3 separate regions of the Mus musculus genome follow, and regions 1 and 3 are each linked to region 2. The links are chromatin contacts, called in public HiChIP or PLAC-seq maps. All regions are on one chromosome and are shown on one strand. Each heading gives the region's core, a stretch centred on a gene start, on an enhancer-like site or on the middle of the called end of the contact. The rest is flanking DNA. Distances are from core to core; before and after follow the strand shown.

Evidence for each region. HiChIP or PLAC-seq counts read pairs in DNA pulled down with a chosen protein or histone mark.
Region 1: an HNF4G HiChIP or PLAC-seq map of pancreatic cancer cells shows a contact between it and region 2. The contact joins the enhancer-like site here to the promoter of Knl1 in region 2. A contact is called at or near these places in 1 of 39 promoter capture datasets (neural stem cells), 4 of 484 Hi-C or Micro-C datasets (CD8 T cells, the G1E-ER4 cell line and uterus), 4 of 115 datasets of contacts at active chromatin or transcription factors (embryonic stem cells, pancreatic cancer cells and stem cell-derived neural progenitor cells) and 1 of 9 other capture datasets (adipose tissue).
Region 3: a FOXA1 HiChIP or PLAC-seq map of pancreatic cancer cells shows a contact between it and region 2. The contact joins the enhancer-like site here to the promoter of Knl1 in region 2. A contact is called at or near these places in 3 of 39 promoter capture datasets (erythroid cells, hippocampal neurons and pre-B cells), 35 of 484 Hi-C or Micro-C datasets (the Ba/F3 cell line, CD4 T cells, CD8 T cells and 24 more), 10 of 115 datasets of contacts at active chromatin or transcription factors (bone marrow-derived macrophages, double positive thymocytes, embryonic midbrain and 5 more) and 3 of 9 other capture datasets (adipose tissue, liver and pancreatic islet).

The regions. Positions count from the first base shown.
Region 1 is chr2:118,882,216-118,886,856 of GRCm38.p6, forward strand. It overlaps Ivd (isovaleryl coenzyme A dehydrogenase), which reads left to right. Exons shown (of 12, transcript NM_019826.4): 12 at 1-694. Among named protein-coding and RNA genes, the nearest start is that of Gm32798, 3.2 kb to the right of the region's middle. Within about 2 kb of position 1,261, at least 150 of the 459 cell types and tissues checked have an H3K27ac peak or open chromatin away from gene starts, as enhancers often do. A contact at or near this core is called in the G1E-ER4 cell line, adipose tissue, neural stem cells and 1 more, where this site is marked.
Region 2 is chr2:119,045,242-119,049,432 of GRCm38.p6, forward strand. Knl1 (kinetochore scaffold 1) reads left to right here and starts at 1,878. Exons shown (of 24, transcript NM_029617.3): 1 at 1,878-1,982. It overlaps n-TSgct7 (a tRNA gene), which reads right to left and starts at 1,590; the gene lies at 1,509-1,590.
Region 3 is chr2:119,298,724-119,303,427 of GRCm38.p6, forward strand. No RefSeq gene overlaps it. Among named protein-coding and RNA genes, the nearest start is that of Vps18, 12 kb to the left of the region's middle. Within about 2 kb of position 1,623, at least 144 of the 459 cell types and tissues checked have an H3K27ac peak or open chromatin away from gene starts, as enhancers often do. A contact at or near this core is called in CD8 T cells, the G1E-ER4 cell line, adipose tissue and 15 more, where this site is marked.

The DNA of each region.
Region 1 (4,641 bases), core at 11-2,510, 160 kb before region 2:
ATAAAGACTGTTTTTCCTGGCTCCCAGCCCAACAGTCTTAGCCTAGGTGGAGTGCTGAGGTCTGAGACAGGTGGAGTCAGCACCTTAGCAACCCCACACCCGTCCCATCTTAAGAGGGGGTTCATGAATGCAGTAGATACACTGACCAGCTGAGGAAGATCCCTGGAACAACCCACAGAAGATGATCAAAATGAGGCAGAGGACCTGCACGCCTGCAAGATTGTCACCAAGCCAGACAACCTGGGTTGGAGTCCAAGAACCCATATGGGGGATGGAGAGTTGCCCTCTGACCTCCATAAGTTATCAGAAGGCAACATGTCACCCAGTCATGCCATAGGAACCCTACCAACGAGAGTGTGCCCCAGAAGTTCACCTGTTAAAAACCTCAGTCCCAGCCATTTGTTAATGGTTTAGGTAGTAATGACTTTAGTGGCTTTATAAAAGGGAATCTTAAACTAGTGTGCCTGCTCTGTCGTGTCAGGTCTCCTACCATGTTATCAGGCAAGAGAAGAACACTGGAGTTGGGAGCGCCATGCTTTTGATAGTCAGCCTCTGGAACCATGAGCTATAATTACCCAATCTGTTTGTATCCAGCTATAGCAACTGAAAGGAAGAATGTGATTGTTTTTCTGAATTTTTTTTTAATGTGACACACAAGAAATGTTTTTAAATAAAAGACAAAATAAAAACTATGTCTGAAAAGTGGATGGGAATAGTGGGGGTGGGACGCTGCTAATGAGAAGTGTTAAGTGTAGCCAGGTCTTGTGCCTTATCAGAATCTAGTGACAAACACCTGGGCTCCCTAGGGAGTGACACTGGGCTAAGGCAGCTATATGGGGGTTTTTGTTTGGTTGAGTTGGTTTGGTTTTGGTTCCCAACCCCCACCCACCCCGCTGATAATCCAACTTGGGCCTGGAGAGAGTTTCTCCCCAGGGACCAGAGTCTTAGCCCCACATCCCAGTGGTAGTCCCTTGTAATATTGCTTCACTTCACACATCCACTCCTTCCCTGACCTTTGCAACCAACTGAGTGCTCAAGGCAAGATTGCTTAAGGATGCAAAGCCCTGCTGGGTGAGTTGCTCAAACCTAGGAACGACGGGTGAGCCAGCCACGCTCTGACGCCCGGGAGGCTGGGTGGGGCCCGAGCCGGAGTAAAGCAACAGCACACAGAGTGGAGAGAGCGTCTAGCACACAGCGTGCCCTGGTGGGGGCTGGAATCCGCATGGCCATCGGTTATCTGCTTATGGCGGATCTAAAGTGCTCTCACTTCTTAAGACTCCTGCCTTAAAGCTCTGCGGGCGGCCGATTGCAGCGAGGACTCCCGGGACCCGCTCAGTCAGCGCTGCGTGGAGCTCGCCTGACCCCTACCGGCCATCCGCGGACTCGCAGGCGCGGTGACTTTCTGGACGCTCCAGTTTCCCACTCGTGCTCTGGATGCACGGTTTCCAAGACTGAAATTTCCCCAGAATTTGTATTTTACTAAATGAGAACATTGAAAGATCACTATCCACTATCACCACCATCTCATACAAGAAGGCCAAACAAAAACAGGGAGACCATAAACAGCAAAGATGAGTGTGGTATTCTTTTAAAAATTATGGTCAGAGTTTAAAAAACTGTAATTTTTTTTCCAAAACTTATTTTATGTGTATGAGTATTTTTCTTGCGTGTGTATATGTGTTCTGCTTGTTAGTCTGATACCCGCAGAGACCAGAAGAGGAGCTGGATTCCCTAGAACGATGTTATGAGTTGCCTTGTGGGCAGCGGGGAAACCCATTCAAGGGCCTCTCAATGAACAAATGCCCCTAACCCGGGGGAGCCGTCTCCCCACCCTCCAAAACAATGTAAGTTTTTAAAAGTTTATTGAAGAGGAAAGCCTGTCCCCTCCTTCCCCCTGTACCATTCCCCCAGGACAAAACTTCTTTTGAATCTGTAAGGAGTTCCTTTTTGGCTATTCATGCTTCTAAGTGCTCTATTGATTGATTGGTTCGATTGTAGGTCCTCCTAAGGATACTGTTTTAATGTGCATAATTGTCATTTATGACAATCTTGTTATATGCTCATATTTTTTTCACTATCCAACAGGCATTTAGACAAGCCCCCAGATAGATGGGGGGTGTGGGGGGGGACAGGGCAGGAGCACATACCAGCCTCTTCTTCTGCCTATATTCCACTCCACAGTGGAGGAACTCAGAGCCACACTATGCAAGGTGGGGGCTCTCCCCTACTGTGCTCTACCTACTTCCTCTAACCAAGAGCCATTCAGAATTCGACTTCTCCACACCAATCCAACTTGCCTCCCTTCTTCCAGTCCAGGTCGCTGAACTGCACCTCCACCCTGAGCCAGAGAGAACAATGGAGCCTCCTCTGATGGAGCCAACCATGCATCCCAGCACATTTAAGGTCAATACAAAGGTTACACTGGGCATAGTAGGCATCTTGTATACCCAAGCACTCAGGAGCCTGAAGGAAAGGATTACAGTGACGTTGAGGCCAGCCTGAGCTATATATCCAGTTCAAGGCAAGCCTGGGCTACCTAAGTAAAAGGACTGGGAAAGTGCCCCCCAAATAAAGACCTAACATCTCAGTAGAGCTCCTTTGTCCCAGATGCTTTGGAGACTGAAGCAGGAGGATCACTTGGGGCCAGGAACTTGAGGCTACCTGAGCAACACACTAGACCCAGTGTTAATAAGGAAGCATGGTGCTGCGTGCCTTTAACCTCAGCACTTGGGAAGCAAGGTAGGCAGGTCTCTGTGAATTCGAAGGCTAGCTTAGTCTAGAGAGAGCTCCAGGTCACACAGGGCTCTGGAGACCTTGTCTTGGGGGAGGGGGACCTAAGGATTAGCAAAGCAAACACAATTTGGGTCTATCTTGACTCTTTCTGCAACTCCCCTCTCCGCTGCTGAGCACAGCAGCTGTGGTTGTACGCAGTCTTCCCTGCCTTACTCTGGCCTGGGCCTTTGCCCCAGCTGGTTTCTCCATCCAGGAAGTCCTTCCAGCTCTGTGCTGTGCCCTCCCCTAAAGCCTCACTGCAGGCTCCCTCCAGAAGAACTCTCCAGCCTTTCTTCTCCTCTCTCCCCACCTCACCCACAGCCCACTCCCCTTCCTCCCACCTTGGCACATGAACATCCAAGGGCGCACGACACGTTCAAGGGCAAGGTGGGCATTCTCTTCTTCATGCCTGCCACCTGTTTCCTCCAACAAGGGACAGCTCCAGGCCACAGCTTCTGCTGTTCTAGAATTCTAGAACTGCTCGGCAGTTCGAGTACGCCTGCCCACTCTCAGGGAGAGAGGCTAGCCTCATTTCTCCCAAGTATTTCTTGGATGCTGGTTGCTGTTAGATTAACTAGAGCACTCAGCCGGAGGCAGCCCCCCATCCTGCACCCCATCCTGCACAGTGGGTTTTATTATCTGATGTACCCATTTCTCTGCCTTTAGGCTGTAAACTTGAGGGCTAGCTCTGGGATTGCACTTGTCTATGTGGGAACATCAGCAGCAGCGTCATGTGATGCCTGGCCCATGTGTTGCTGACAACATTGGTTATTTGTTCTATGGTCACCTTATAATACTGTTAGATTTTAGAGGTCAAAAATCATTTCCTGCCAGATACCATCGATGGCATGTGTCCATAGTCCCAGCATTCAGGAGGTCGAGGCAGGAGGATTTCATGTTTGGGGCCAGCCAAGGCATTGTGGTGAGACAGAACAAAACAAGCAAGCAAACAAACAAAAACCTACAGTAACAACAAAACCCTCCCAGTTCTCTGAACCTGCAGCAGGGCCAGTGCTTGCAATAGGTACTCAGTAGCTAAGTTCATGCTGGATGAGGGAAACAACAGGTGGGCCGGAGCCCTGGCCTAATCCAGAGTTGGCACAAACAGCGGAGCCAGCCGGCTTCGCCTGACCCTGCTCTCCCCATCCCTTCCCACCCGGGAGTAGCCAGGGCCCAGCTGCAGAGGGAGGCCCTCACTCCCAATCTTCCTCTGACCCACTCAGAGAGGAACCTTGGCCCCTCCTCTGCCGACTGGGGACAGAAAATAGGGGGGCAGAGGAGGACCACACACTGCTCTTCCCTTCCACGGTAAAAATGTGCACATAAGCAGGCACATACGTGCAATGTCAAAAATAAGAGGCAGAAGCAAGTTCTGTGGTTTAACCAGTGACCCCGTCATTTGAAGGACTGAAGCAGGACTGCCAGTTCCGGGCCAGCCTGGGCTACATAACAAGACCACGATTTTTGTTTTGTAAATGAGTCCAAATGAGCCCCTGACCATTTTATTTTATTGCATTGCATTTCACTTCATTTTATTGTGTTGGGGTGGAATCCAGGGCCTTGGTCTTACCAGGCAAGGACTCAGCCACCAAGCTACACCACCAGCCCTCAGTAATTATATGTTTGTTTGTCTACTTGCTGCTTTGAGACACTCTCACTATGCTGCCTAGGTTATCCTTGAACTCTAGGCTCAGGCTGGACTCTTGCTTAAGCCTCCCATGGGTGTACATTTTTCTTTTTTTTTTTTTTTCTCAGGTGGCTTCTTACCCGTCTGTGTATCTCTACACAACATTCTACACAACATGCTAGGTTTTTAACTTTTTATAGTTGGACTTATATAGTGTGTGTGGTGTGTGTGGGTGTATATGT
Region 2 (4,191 bases), core at 628-3,127:
AGCAACATTCCCAAGGGATTTGGACCTAAAATGGAGGAACCAGGAGAGAGGCGTCTGACTGCCTTCCAATCATCAGTGCCACAAATCTTGCTGAAGCACCTGCCCCTGGTGCTGGGCTCTTGAACACTGAGCATGCCCAGTGAGAGGAATGTAAAATCACCACTCCAGGGGATCATTAAGAACTCTTCATGATCTGGTACCATACAGGATGAGGGTTAAACATCATGGAGTCAATAGATGTGGGTTACACTGTCCTGTCTGCAACTTAGAAGCTGTATAGCCTTGGACAAATTAATCTTTCAGTGTAAAACAACAATAATAGAATATGAAGACATCTATCATGATCACAGGGTTCTGCAGAGTCGGAGACACATAATCCATGTAAAATGTATGTTGCTTTTAGTTATGTAAAAAACATTAAGGGTTTTTAAGTGTGAGTTGAATGAATTTGTCTGATGATGTTACAGGAGGAAAATCTCTGTTCTTTTTTCTATTCCTAATCCTTTGGTTAAATCCAGAAGATTCAGCTTTTTGTCTTTTGAAAAGGTAGTCGTGTTCCTCTTCTTCAGTAGTTTCTGGATCATAGCAAGATTTCAAATGTCATGGGCATTTTTGTTTGTTTGTTTGTTTTGTTTTTGGGAGTTTTGTTTTGGGGTGGGGGTGGGGGGATTGAGACAGTGTTTCTGTGTAGCCCAGACTGTCCTGGAACTCATGCTGGAACTCACTCTGTAGACCAGGCTGGCTTCGAACTCAGAAATCCGCCTGCCTCTGCCTCCCAACTGCTGGGATTAAAGGTCTGCGCCACCACTGCCCTGCAAAGGGTTCACTTGGGTTACCCCCCCACCCCCACCCCCACCCCCACCCCTACCCCCACCCCCATGGGCACCTTTTTAATGTATACATTGAAAACAAATCCCATAGCTTGCTTAAGGGCTGGAAGAGGTGGCATTTGTAATGCAATATGGTACTTCACGATCAGGACAGGTATTAAACCCCCAAAATAGCGATTATGGGGGTATAGCTTTGTAATCCTAGCATTTGGGAAGGCGAGACAGGATGATTTTTAACCTGGAGGCTAGACTGCTACACAGTAAAACTGTGTCTCAAAATAACAAAAACAAAACAAAGCCCTCGGAGTAAGAGCTCATTAAAGACTGAAAGCATTCATCTCAGAGCTAGGACATTTCATGTTCCAGACCACCACTGAACATGTCCTGTTATTTTACTTTGTAAGAAATTAAATTCCTAGAAAAAAGTCTCTTTATCTGCTTTTTCTTCATCTGTGAGTCATAACATTCCAAAAGCAGCCTTTCAAATATCTCAATTCCTTCAGCTGATTTCAAATATCAAATTCCTTCAAATTACAATATCACCAACTAAAACACCTCGATGCTGAGACTAATTGTGTTAGATAGAACCTGATCGGAATTAAAACCCGAAGCAATATTTAATCACTTCCATCCTGTGGATTATAAATTCACATTACACTAATTAGCAAAAGACACTTTCGACGAGGATGGGATTCGAACCCATGCGTGCAGAGCACAATGGATTAGCAGTCCATCGCCTTAACCACTCGGCCACCTCGTCCCAGAAGCTAGTTTCTTCCTGGTAGCTATAGGGAGTAGACACAGAGCGCTGTGACGCAATACCATGGAAGTCGCCATTTTGTACGGAAGCCAACAGTGCGATTGTTTACTCTGCAAACACTCGAAAGAAGATGGCCGTTCTCAGAATAACAGAGACGAAGAAAATTCTGTAGAAAAGAAGAAAAACCCGAGGGAACTTAAGTCAGAGCAGAGGAGGACAGAGAAGTTTATGTCTTAGGGGCGGGGCCGGTCTGGAGCCGAAGGGGTGGGGTCTGCGCGGCGCGCAGCACTGAGCATGCGCATCACTAGGGCGGTTAGATTTGAATACTTCAGGGACGTTGAGAGGTGACGTCCGACTCCAAGGAGCGCGAGGACCCCAGACAAGTCAAGCAGGTGGTCGGTGGCGGGTCAGAATGCTCCTTTCCGTTCTGGGCTCCTGAGAGGGCTCGGGTTCTGTTTGAGTGCTGAAGGGCGGGCGCGGGTTGCTGAGGTCGCTCGGTCGTCGGGGCGATCTCGGAAAGGCCCTGCAGCCGACCGGACCGCGCGAGCGCCAACGGCCCGCTCTCCTTCTCCTGGAGCGCCGCGTTTCGCTTCTCCTTTCCCAAAGCCGCTCCATTCCCGGGGTCGTGTCGTCTGCGCGGTGCGCCGTGGGCCTCCGGGTTCGCCCCGCCCATCATCTTTGGTCAGGGCTCCGGGATCCGGTCCCACCGTCTCTCGCCAACTCCTTGTGGTATGTGTTTCTGACCGACGTTCCCTGCTTCCGTGGTCTGAAGGCGACGAGTGAACTTTAAATTGTAGGCTCCGTCCGAGCACAATAATAGAGTTTCGGGTTTCTGCAGGTCCAACATTAGTAAAGACAAATCGGTGTGTTAGATTACATAAATTTCCTTTCCCATCCAAAAGACTTTGGATTCCCTTTGGGAAGAAAAATATTGCCTACTGCAATTTTTAAAATGTACTAGACGTTGTAGTTTGATTTATGCTCATATATTTGAATGCCGAGTCAACTGAGAGTGGCACTGTTTGAAAGGATTAGGAGGAGGGGTGGCCTTGTTGGAGGAGATGTGTTAATGAGGGATGAGCTTTGAGGTTTCCAAAACTCTGCCTGCTGTTTGTGGACGTTCTTGGCTACTCCTTCAGCATTGTGTTTGCTCGCAGGTTCCCCATGATGACTGCTATATAAGTCTCTGAAACTGTAAGCAAGACCCCCAATTAACTGCTTCCTGCTATAAGAGTTGTGGCCATGGTGTCTCTTCACAGCAATAAAACTGTGACTAAGACAGAAGTTAACAGAGATAAAGCATGTGGCTAAAACCCAAAGCAGCAGTTTATTCTAGACACCAAGGTTGACCGTTAGTTTTCATTTCAGTTAAATTGGTTCCGTTGAGTCCCTTGTATGTCTCATAGGTTCATTGTCTTGTGCTAAAGTAGACTTCATGGGGATGGCATTTCATTGGTCAGATTGTTGGAGAGATGATTTATAAATATGGAAGGAAATATATCGTAAGGTATTTGGTCATTAAAGGTTAGGTTCAAGCAGTGTACTTCTTGACTATGTGAATGGCTGGAAACCTTTACAAGTTGATAGATGTAAATGGAGTAAAATGTTTGGGATGGTGATATAAATGATGTGTTTGATGCTGAGAATACGAGAAGGTACTGATTCTAGATACTGGATCGAACAAGCGTTTCCAATAGAATTTTCTGTGATAATAATATTCTATATCTGCACTGTCCAACATGGTATCTATTAGCAGTCATTTTTGGCGCACTTAAAATATGGTTATCAAAGAAATGTAGTATGATTACCAAAAACTTGAGTTTTAATTTGTTTCATCTTAATTTCATTGTATATAATCATTCAATTTGACAGCACAGGTCTAGAGTCTGTATCAGTGGAGTCTGAATCAGTGAAAATGTTTGTATATTTTGGTTGTATAAATTCAGGAATGGACAAAGAGCCAGATAGTATTTAGGCTCTGCTTGCTGTGGGTCAGTATGATGGTCTCTGCTACATGATGTTTTGGTGGTGATGTTTATTTTCTTCAGTTAAAAGAAAGTTCTCAAAGGTTGCTTTGGCCCACTGTTGGTCTGCAGACCCCTGGATTATTTAGACTGGTGGCTCAAACTTTTTGGTTCAAACAGTCCAAAAGAAATACTTAATATCCTCATTTTTATATAGCTTGGTTCAATAAATTTAATGAGTATGTCCTAACAACTTGGTAGCCATTTGGTAAGTGTAAGTTGAAGGAAAAGATAATAAACTTTTTTCTTAAGTAATCAAGTTACTAATTAAGTCCACTAGCTTTTATTCATACCAGTTGCCAAAGCTCTTACTTCACAATGATACGGTATTATTGATGGTAATGTAGATAGATAATATTTTGAATTAGTTCATGCAGTGCCTGATAGATTTCAAGAATGGCTGTTAAAAAAACTAGTAGTATCCAAAAACCTGTAAGTATATAAGTAAAAACCTGTAACTATATGCTATAAGTATACCCCTAAATGCCAAATGTAGTTTTCTAGACAATCAATAATTAGTATGAATGTGATCAAAAGCATTTTATAAGTACGGTTTATTACAGTGGTTTAGGGGCTT
Region 3 (4,704 bases), core at 373-2,872, 250 kb after region 2:
ACACTCACCTACTTTCCATGTCTCCCACTAGTTCTCCTCCCCCTCTGCCTCTTCCTCCTCCTCCTCTTCCTCGCTAGTCTTCCTCACTTCCTCTATTACATCTGTATTGTGTGAGGGGAGCATACATGCTGAGTTCCAGTGCCTGGAATGTAGGCTGCCAACCACCACCTTTCCTTCTGCTCTTCCTGCCACTTCTGTAGTCTTCCCTGGGCCTTGAGGAGGTGTGGCCTGACTCTCATTTATAGCTGTAAGTCCCTCATTCTCTCCAGTGGCTCTCACACATTCTGGATTTTGCTTGCCCTTCCGAAAGACTGGATCCCCTGCCAGGCTGGGCCTGGCTTTGCTGTAGGCACTGTGGAGCTCTGTGGCACTTGACCTGTTTTCTCCTTACCTTGCTCCTGTGACTTTGCCTGTCCTCACCCCGAGACAACACTTTCTTAGTTTTAGTTGGGACCAGAAGCTACATCCTGGGACATCCTGGAGTCAGGTCTTTCAGGGACAGCCTTTGCCCTCTGGACAGGTGTTCACAGTGCATTGTCTGACTGGATTGATATGAATTAATCAGCTGGCCCAGGATGTAAGAACGTGAGTGAGTGTTCCTGTCCCTAAGCAGGCGGCCAGCTGACCTAGCTTATAAAATGACCCTTTTCTCCTCCAATGTAATCCTGTGTCAGAATTGTCTCTGGTTCTAACTGTATCTGGCCCCCTAGAGCAGTAAGGTCTCCCATGGTCTCTGCCAGCCCAGAGGGCTAAGCTACCTACACAATGACTCACAAAGATCCTGTCTTCTAGATGCAAGGATAGCAGGTGCGGGGAGGCACCCTCTGTCTAGTAGGTATCCTAATCCTATTCTCTCAAGGAAGATTTGGGAGAAATTTCTTCTCCATGTGGCTCCAGACCCCTTCACACTTATAGATAATAGGAGCACCGTGGTCAACGTGGTTTTAAGTAGAAAGCCTTGGTCTCCCACCAAACTGATTGCTTGCTTGTGGTTTAGATAAAACAGCTTGGAACTGCTGTCTTCGTACATAATGGGGCCTAATACATGTTAGTTAAACAAACACTGCCCTATTGCTCCCTTCTCCCGGAGGGTTTTGCTCAAGCGGCCTGGGACGCCCCTGCCCCTTCTGTCTTATACTAAACAGCCCATCTGGTCTTAGGCTGCTTCCTCTTTCCTGGGAAAAGGCCCCAGCCTTCCCTGGCACTGATAGAATGGGGTTCCGGTGAGTCAGGGCAACGGGAAGCCACAGCTCTTAGATCCCTGGAAACCAAGCAAAACTTGGAATAGAGAGCAGAGAGAAGGCCCTTGGGGCTCTGGCCCTAAGCCTGGGGAGGGGCCAAAGAAGGAGGGGGAGGGAACAGTTGTGTAGGCAGGGGCCAAGATGAATGAGCTGCCTCTGGAGCCTGGAAATAGGAGGTCACTGGAAATAGGAGGAGTGGCCACAGGCAGTGACGCTGAGACCAGGGCAGGAGGCCTGTAAACAAGGAAGCCACCTGGGGGAGATCGAGGGCGGCCGCTGGTCCTGGGGAGCAGGTGCTTCCTGAGGCCCGCCCTTGACAGGGCCCTAGGGGCCGCCTCACCAGTTGTCAGTTGTCCTTAGGCACTAGGGGGCGCTGTGGACTGGCGTCCACACAGAACTGCTCTCAAGCAGCGCTTCTAAGGGGTGTGGCCAACGGAGGGTGTGCCCAGCCAGAGCCCTAAAGCCACCCCCACCCTCCCACCCGAGCTGCCCTCCCTACTGTCCCCAAAGTGTACTGGCCAAGGGCACCAGCCCAGACACTAAAGGAGCAGGGCTCAGCCTGGGTGTGAGCTTATTTCTCCGTGGATACCAATTCTCTGGTTCCTGCCCCTCCTCTCTAAGGCTCAGGTCTCAGGCCAGAGCCTGGCACCAACTCTGTTGGTTGGGAGGGGGCTCAGAAGCCACCAAGCTCCTGGCTGCCCTTGGCGCTGCTCCCCCATCCTCTGGCGCCAGGGAAACAAAAGATTAGGGGCCCAGAGGGACTTATCTGGCCCCACCACCACTGGGTGGGGGGAGGGGGCAAGAGGGGGCACACCTCTCCTCTCCTCCAGCACTACTGATTCTTCGAGACACTTTCACAGGCGGAAATTCCCAGAGGTCAGAGGAGGGAAACGGTTAATTCCTTTTATTCAATGGCCCCCCTCTCCACACCACCCCCTAGCTTCCTCCCTCCACTTCCCGCCCCCCCCTGTGTGAACAGGAAGTGGAGAGGAAAAGGCTCTGAGCAGAGCAGCTGGGAGCAGGAGGCAGGGAGGGAGTGGGCAGCAGGCCCGGTGCCAGCCCTCCCCTCATGGTTGTTTGTTGGAGGGGGGAACACTGTGGCTGTGTATAGAACCTGAAATCTCGATTGGCAAGGGGCACCTGAACTAGGGCAAAGCCCAGCCTCCAAGCCCCTGCCCTCCAACCTGTTGTCAGGCCAGAGACTGGTGTCCTGCCAGTGCAAGCCACCCTTTGCCCAAACCCTGGCTGCCTTGGCCACTGTATCTTACCCATGCTGCTGGGCTGGTTACCTCAAGGCTGGAGGGCAGCAAGCAATTGTACAGCCTCCAATCCTGGCACAGGGCTCCACCAACTCAGCCCCTTGGCCCTGCCAGTCCTTTGAAGCTCAGTCAAAGCTTCCTGTTTGGGGCAGGCGATGCCAAGGCCCCTCCCCCACCATTGTTCTGTAGAGACCATAGGTCCATCTGTTGCCCCCATGGTGGGGCCCCTAGGCAGTACCACACGGGAGCAGAACCACAAAAGACCCTGCTGGCAGCTTTTCTCATTGGGAGCAAGACTGTCCCCACAGCAGGTTGAGGATAAACAGCCTTCGGAAGCAGGCCCTAGAGGGGCTGTGGGATAGGAGGATGCCAGTGAGTAGCTCTGGAGCATGGTGGGCATCTCCTGCCCTCTGCTTCCTCCTACACCTGCGCGTGGAGAGGAGGAGGTGTGAGCCGCCAGGAAAGGGTCAACATTTTCCTGCCCAGATTTCAAATGGGAAAACTGACTGATGGAGGGGGCAGCCTTTGATGGAAGAGATGCCTCATGGCTGGTGGCTTCCTCTCCCTGAATAGCGTAGCCTTTGCTCAGTTCTTGCCTTGAAGTGATCCTTGAGGCAAGCAGCCAGTACCCATTCCCAGAAATCACAGAATGTTAAACGACCCCAGGTTGGTGGCCAGCAACTGATGCCCACTGAGACCAAGCCAAGGCAGGAAAAGGGAAAAGGTCCTGATTTGGCTCTCAGGACAGTGGGTACTGTTCCTGGTTCCCAGGCTGCTGTGGCCAAATGTGCTTCCCAGACACATAGCAGGTGCCACATTGTCTCTGCATCTCCCTCTTGCTCCTAACTCCCTACCATGGGCTAATTTCACATTGTAGGCTGTTTTCCCCCTCACTTCTCCATAGGAGTTAAAACTCTAAGGTCTACCCCACATCTCTCATCATATCCCCAACTCAGAACTCATCCTGCTCCTGCCTCTCAGAAGCGGCCAGAGCCCTGGAACCTTAGCTAGTGATGTGGAAACTCACCCTCAAAGGGTTTCTGTTCTCTTCTTCCACCATGTGTTCCCGGGGATCAAACCCAGGTTGTCAGATTTGGTACCCAGCACTTTTATCCACTGACCCTCATACTCGGCTTCCATCAGCAGCCAAGGAGGCTTGAGCTGAGGGCTAGGGAGGTGATCCAGAAAGAATAGGTAGAAACCTTTCCCCTGGGTTTATCAGCCTAACCACACCCTGAATACAGTTCTTTTCTCCTGCAAGAGGAGACTATAACTGACCTTCAACAGCCAATAGAAAGCTTCACTGAGTGCAGCAGAGCCTGGTTGGTACCTGAGCAGTCCAGGTGCCCCTTTTCTCGAGGCCCATAGCAACTTTTTTTTTTAAGATTTATTTATTTTTTCATGTATGTGAGTACACTGTCACTGTCTTCAGACACCAGAAGAGGACATCGGATCCCATTACAGATGGTTGTGAGCCATCATGTAGTTGCTGGGAATTGAACTCAGGACCTCTGGAAGAGCAGCCAGTGCTCTTAACTGCTGAGCCATCTCTCCAGGCCTCCCCATAGTAACTCTTGCTTCACAAACCTCTTATCTTGAAAGAGGCTTGCTTGGGAAGGCCTTTCAGGTTTCTCGTAAAATAGTGACTCTAGGAAAGAGAAGTCCAAGACCAGAATGAGGAATCTCTCGGGCATGCAGAGTGCAGCCCCGAGGTGGCATAGGAATGCTCCCTAGGGCAACAGGGTCTTGCTTTCCAAGAGGAGCACAGGGCATAACTCCAGCTCTTCAGGCTCGGGGCCGGGCAAGCATCTCTCTGGCCACTGACCAGGCCCAGCCCCTCTGCCAGCCTGTCCTTGTGGTCCAGCCCAGAGCTTGCACAACAGCCTGACTGGCGGGCACTCCCCTGAGAGCTTCAGGAAGTCCCCCTCATCCCTCTTTGATCTTTGACTCTTGGGTCTGCAGACCGAATTCCAGACAGATGTCCTTTCCTTTACCTTGTGTCCTTGGTCCTTCCTCTGAAGGCTGGAGCTCAAGTTATCTCAGACCCCAACTTACTTCTTTTCCTGGGCCTTTCTCTATAGTTCACTAGAACCTTCAATGGGGAGACTCACCACACAAGCCAGTGAGGCTTTTTGGCATAGACATTTGGTGTGTGATTCTCGCTCACTTGCCATGGGTTCTCCTGACCTCAGTCATTCTCTCAA